Linked DNA regions of Gossypium hirsutum: region 1 is linked to region 2. The links are chromatin contacts, called in public Hi-C maps. All regions are on one chromosome and are shown on one strand. Each heading gives the region's core, a stretch centred on a gene start, on an enhancer-like site or on the middle of the called end of the contact. The rest is flanking DNA. Distances are from core to core; before and after follow the strand shown. Region 1 has its middle 59 kb from the start of LOC107952367. Region 2 has its middle 12 kb from the start of LOC107952367.

Region 1 (2,985 bases), core at 22-2,521, 46 kb after region 2:
ATAGATTTCCATCTCAATTATCAACTTATCTTTTATAAGATTCCTTTAATCTGACTCATTTTTCAATTTTTCTCACCAATTCATTATCTCTATCGCCGGAATAGTGCTATGTGTCTAACTAGAAATTTTGTAATGTTACTAATGCTATTTATATTAATGTTTATATTATTAAAATATTAATATTTATTTATATTTTGAAACATTTATTTTTAAAAATTTATAAATTATAATCTATACATTTATTATTAAAATAGTATTATAAAACTTTTCTCAATAAAATATTAGTTTTATAATATTTTAAATAACTTTATCAAAATAATAGTTAGTATTAATTATATTAATAATTTATTATCTATTATTAATATAAAGAATACTATATTATAAATTATTAACAGATAGATATGTATGTTCACTAATATTGAAAACTATAATATAAAAATAATTCTTAAATATTTTAAATAATTTTATTTTAATATGTTTTAAATAATTTTAAAATTAAAATATATTATTAATATAATTTATTTAGCTCGATTCATGTTACATATAATGAGTTATTTTATGAAAAAATTAGCTTTATTTTTTGTTGACCAATAAATCATTTTTAAATTTTCTTTTTGGGTAAAACTAGCATGAGAAAATATTAAATATTATTCAAAAATGATTTTTTTTTGCAAAAAGAATACATTATTATTTAGAATAATGCTAAATTTAGCTCCTAACGTTTATCTTTTTTTTCACTTTAGTGCATATTATTATTTTTGGATCACTTTGACAAGAAAAACCTTTAAAATTTAAGTCAAAATAATTTTTTGGATGAAAAAATTAACCGAACTAATAAAATTTTAACAAAACTAACGTGGAAATTCACATGGTAATTCACGTGTAACTTTATAAAAAATTTAAAAATATATTAAAATTCAAAAAAATTCATATAACTTTTTTTAAAAAAAATTATCAATGTCAGCAATAAAGTACACATATGTGCCATTAAAATTTTAACAATTTAATCAATTTTTCTGAAAAAAATAATTAGACTAAATTTAAAGGTTAAAGGTTAAAGTGATTAAAAAAAGTCCAAAATGATAAAAGAAGTAAATGTTAAGGGACTGAAATTAATTTTCTGCCTTACTATGATTAGTTTAAAACGAGGAAAGGAATCTCATTACTTGTTCAAGCCCAAACATTTGGGCTTAAATGGCCTTAAATAACATGAGATTCGAAGAAGCCCAAAATAGTGCAGTGAGATGGTTCTTTCATTAAGGCTCCCGCAAAAGCACCATCCACCCCATTTTGCACCCAAACTCAAGAATAAGTGAATCGCTGTGGAGATTTCAACTGCTAATTTACTACTATATATTATTTTTATTTATTTTAAATAATTTATAATTGATCTCATGAGCAAATACGAAGAAAATTACAAAAAAAAATTAAAAATTAAAAATTAAAATCTATACTATTAATAAAATTTCTGTCAAAGTTGGCATCATGAGTTGGCATCATGAGTTAACCATGTACAAAATCGGTTAGGAAATGACTAATATACATTTTTATTAAATGACTAGTATTATTATTTTCATGACCTTTTTGTCTTTTCATACTATTTTATAGTTTTAGAATAAAAGAACTAAAATTAATATGTCTAGAAATTAAACCCATGTTTAATGACTTTAAGAACAAATTCTTTACCACTATACTATTAATAATTCTTAAATAAACTTAAAAAAATAAACTTTTAATATAAAAACTTAAAAAAATAAAATTTTAATATAAAATGTTTTTCTCACCAAATTTGTGTTTCTATACTATTATTTAAGTTCTTAACTAAGTTGGTGTCACGAGTTAACCAAGCACCAACTCGGGTAGAAAAATTACGAAAATGTCATTTCTTAATTAAAATAAGTTATATTATTCGAGGACATTTTAGTCTTTTTATTTCAATAAAGACCAATAAAAATATACATATGATGAGATTTAAGCCAGTGCCAATTATATTAGTAAAACCTTAAATCTACCACTTAACCAAAACATTATTTTAAGGTATAATTGTAAAAAAAAAAAACCTCAACGTTTGGGGGTTTTGGTTTTATGCCTTTGACCTTTTTATTTTTTGATTAACACCCTCAACATTATGATTTTTTTAAGAAATCAACCTAGTTTTAACGGTCAACATAATAGCCCATGTAGCATGCCACATAAGCACATGACGTCATAGATGAAGTCATCTATTTAACAAAATTTTTTCTCATTTTCTTTCTTAATTTTCATTTTTAGATTGAGGAAAACTAAAAGAACCGAAAGGAAATTAACAGATTAGTAGTAAACCGTTTGATCTGGCTGCTAATTTCAATTCTAAAACTGAAAAATTAGGGTTTCTTTTTTTTCTTCGGATTTCTTTGATTTCATTTTTCATTTTATTTTATAAAAGAAAATGAACGATCAGGCTCAGATGATGAATCATCCACCATAAATGATGATGAACACAGTTCAGGTCCAAGTTTCAGTTTAGCCGCAGATGATGAATCGGTCTCATTAGTTGATGGCGTCGGCGGCCAACTCTCAGGCGATGAATCAATTGGAGGTGTCTCAGTCGCAGCCTATAAACTCCAGTCCTCAGATGATGACTCAACCACCACCTCTGATGATGTTGAATCGAAGCTACAAGCTTTGGCAATCTCAGGACCCAAACCAAAACCCTAACCCTAACCCTAACAAGAAATTCTCTTTTTTCAATCGTAATAACAATTGGAAGGGAAAAAAGTTTCATTCAGTAAAAATTCTTGGAAGTTCAAGAATTAGCCTTTAACCATGAGTTCTGTTTCTGCTATTTCTTCTGTTTCCACTGCTTCCGGTAGTAATACTCAAGGATATAAACCTTCAACTCTTAAGGAGCTTCAAAATCAGAATATGTTAAAAGCCAAAAAATTCTATGGCAACAAGAAGAAATTCAATAATAGCAACAACTGTTTTGCTCCTTACACTCCACGG
Region 2 (3,299 bases), core at 96-2,595:
GAAGTGGTGGGGGAGGATATTATTAAGTTGTGTCATGATATTCTTAGGGGTGTGAAAAATGTGGATTGTTTAAATGACACTATTATTGTTTTAATTCCTAAAACTAAAGAGCATGTGGATATGACTAATTTTAGGCCGATCAGTTTTTGTAGGGTAGTGTACAAAATCGTCGCCAAATTGCTTCCAAATCGTCTGAAGGAGACACTCCCGTTATGCATTAGCCAAAATCAGAGCACCTTTGTTCCGGGGAGGATGATCCACGACAACATTTTAATTGCCCATGAGCTAGTCCATTATCTCCAAAGTGCAAAGAATGGGCCTAACAAAGGTTTTGTAATTAAGCTTAATATGAGCAAAGCATACGATCGGGTGGAGTGGACTTTTATTGAAGAGGTATGAAAAAAATGGGCTACGCAAATGATTGGGTGACTAAAATAATGAGATGCATTCGATCGGTCCATTATGTTGTCAAATGCAATTATACCCTATCCGAGACAATTAGGGGATCCTCTTTCTGCTTACCTATTTTTATTTTGCATGGAAGCGTTTTCAAAGCTGTTAATTCGTGCTAAAAAAACAATATGCTTAAGGGAATTCAGGCTAGCATAAATGGGTCTCGTATTAATCATCTTTTTTTTGTCAACAACGCACTCTTTTTTTATTCGTAATAGAAAAAGGGATGCGGAGGAATTGTTAATATTATTGCAAATTTTAATTATGATTCGGGCCAAGAGGTAAATAAGGACAAATCTATGATTATGTTTAGCCTGAAAACCCCGTTGGCCCAAAGGCAACTACTTAGTTTTATGATTGGCTTGCGTATTGTTGATAAGCTACCTAAGGTTACCGTTACCTGTTAGTAGAAAAAAATCATTAGCTTTTACTAACATTATTAATCAATGCAGTTGCAGAATAAACATTGGTCAAAACGCTAGCTATCTTACGGAAGGAAAGAGGTTTTCATGAAAGCCATTATTCAGGCTATTTCGACTTATGCTTTCTCAGTCTTTCTGGCCCCAAAAGGCATTATTGAGGACCTTTATTCACAAATGGATTGGATGTGGTGGACTAATAATGACAAGACTCGTGGCTGGGCTATGATGGCTTGGAATAGGCTTTGTTACCCAAAGGGAATGGGAGGTATGGGCTTTCAAGATTTACATCTGTTTAACTTGGCATTATTAGGTAAACAAGTTTGGAGACTTATGACTCAAAAGGATGCTTTATGTTTTAAAGTGTTAAGTGCCAAATATTTCTCGGATGGTGACGTGTTCAGATACAAACAATGTGATAAACTGTCTTTCACCTGGGCGAGTATTGCTAAGGCGATTGAAGTGTTAAAGGACGGCTTTATATAGCAAGTGGGCGACGGTGTCACGATTGATATTAGGCGGGATCATTGGGGGGTTGAAGGCATCAAAGGTGAGTCGGTTTGTCGGTCCACTTTTACTAATGATGAAAGAAAAGTCAAAGATCTTTGGGACCACAACAACAGGCGGTGAAAAAGGGATAGGGTTATTGAGATTTATGGCAAATATTATAGAAAAAATGATAAGGTTGACCTTTGGGTCGTTTTTCCTTTAAAAAAAATGAAACATGAGAAATAAAAAAAATTCTACATTTATATGGATTCAAATCAATATGTCATACAATGGCATTTTTTGAGATTAAGTTTTGAGAGGCCTTAAAGTCATCTAAAAAGTTCAAAAAAAAATTAAATAAATTAAAGTTTCTCAAAATTTTGAAGAGTCAAGGCCCCTTAAGCTCCATAAAGATCTACCCTTGATACCATATTTAATATTTAAAAAACAAATAATTTACAAATTAAATCACCAAACATAACATCTATTTTCATATACATTATAAAACTTTAATTTAATCCATTTAACTTTATTATTAATAATTTAAGTCCGTGAAATTTGTTTATCATAAAATTGGCTCAAGGATTTTACACATAAGTTTTATAAGTTATTTGTATTTTCTCAAACATTTGATTTGGGTAAATTATTATTTATTTTATTTACTAAAAATTTTTAATCCATGCCTGAATATTCAATATTTTTATGATTTTTATTTTGATTTGTAACTAGAAAAACATGTTAGAGGGCTTTTTAAAGATTTTTTTTTGTCTACCAGAAACATGTACATTTATTATTTCAAAAGTAAAAACAAATCAACCTAACTAAAGATGAGTCCATGTACAAGATTGGAGTTGATCATGGATCGGATTATTCGTTCATGCTCGAAACCTTACTCAAAAAATGGAAGGGTTTGAATAAAAATATAGGTCCAAAAAATAGACTTGACAAAAATAAAACCTATTTTCTTATCTTTCTATTGTTGTTCTAAGTCCCAGTATCAAAATGGTTTTTGTCTATGATGTATATTGTTTTTTTTCTATCTTTCCATAAAAACTTTCATACTAACTTTTTTCTCTCTTTTTGACTCAATGACTAATTCATAAAATTTTAATTTAAGTTTATTTTTGTAACACCCCTAATTTTAGGGTTAGGAGTTTTGAGATTTATAAGTAGGGTTAGTGGCTAGATCAGAAAATTGGGTTCGAGTCCTTGTGTGTGTTTTGAGAAATTTTTTTTATGCAACTTCAATTTTTTTTTAAATTAAAAATATTTACTTATTTATTTTTAATTGTATTTTTATTATTTTGGGAAAAGGAAGTAAAATTTTCTTTTTCATTTTTCACGTTCTCTTTTTCCTCCGTCACACTTTTTTTTTCTTTTGCTCTTCTTCTTCTTCTTCTTTTCTTAATTCTTTTTCGCACAATCAATTTTCTTTCATTTTCTTCTTGGATTGTTTTTGTTGCATCGGTTCGTTTACATATTTTTTGGTCGAAAAAAGCTTCAGATTCGTATTGAGGTTATCGACGTGTGTTGATTGAGCTCGAGGCATTTTGATTATGAATCAGGTGCGGGATTCGAACCTTATCTAATTTATTTGTGAATTGTTGATTTGACAATTCTTGTATGTGCTCTAAACCATTGATTTTGGGTATTTAGTTGTTGAGGAACTATGGAGAATACTGCGTATTTCGTTATAGTTTTGTTATAGCAAAGGTTAGGGACTGATTTGATGGCTAAAACGACAATTTCGGCCTGTTCCGGTGTGGTTTCATGACCACACGGGTGGCCAAACGGGCGTGTGCATTTTCATACGGCCGTGTGGAATTAGGAATTAGGATTTTTAGGCAAGATTAGCTACCATACTGCCTGGCCATGTAGCCGTGTGGCTAATTTGGGGAAATTAGTCGACATTCACACAATCGTGTCCCTTGGGCACAT

Evidence for each region. A called contact is a pair of places that touch in the nucleus more often than the background predicts.
Region 1: a Hi-C map of leaf shows a contact between it and region 2, with 2.6 times the contacts expected there. The contact joins two enhancer-like sites. A contact is called at or near these places in 10 of 34 Hi-C or Micro-C datasets (anther, hypocotyl, leaf and 2 more).

The regions. Positions count from the first base shown.
Region 1 is chrA02:83,307,525-83,310,509 of Gossypium_hirsutum_v2.1, forward strand. No RefSeq gene overlaps it. Among protein-coding and RNA genes, the nearest start is that of LOC107952367, 59 kb to the left of the region's middle. Within about 2 kb of position 1,272, at least 1 of the 9 cell types and tissues checked has an H3K27ac peak or open chromatin away from gene starts, as enhancers often do. A contact at or near this core is called in leaf, where this site is marked.
Region 2 is chrA02:83,261,151-83,264,449 of Gossypium_hirsutum_v2.1, forward strand. No RefSeq gene overlaps it. Among protein-coding and RNA genes, the nearest start is that of LOC107952367, 12 kb to the left of the region's middle. Within about 2 kb of position 1,346, at least 5 of the 9 cell types and tissues checked have an H3K27ac peak or open chromatin away from gene starts, as enhancers often do. A contact at or near this core is called in leaf, where this site is marked.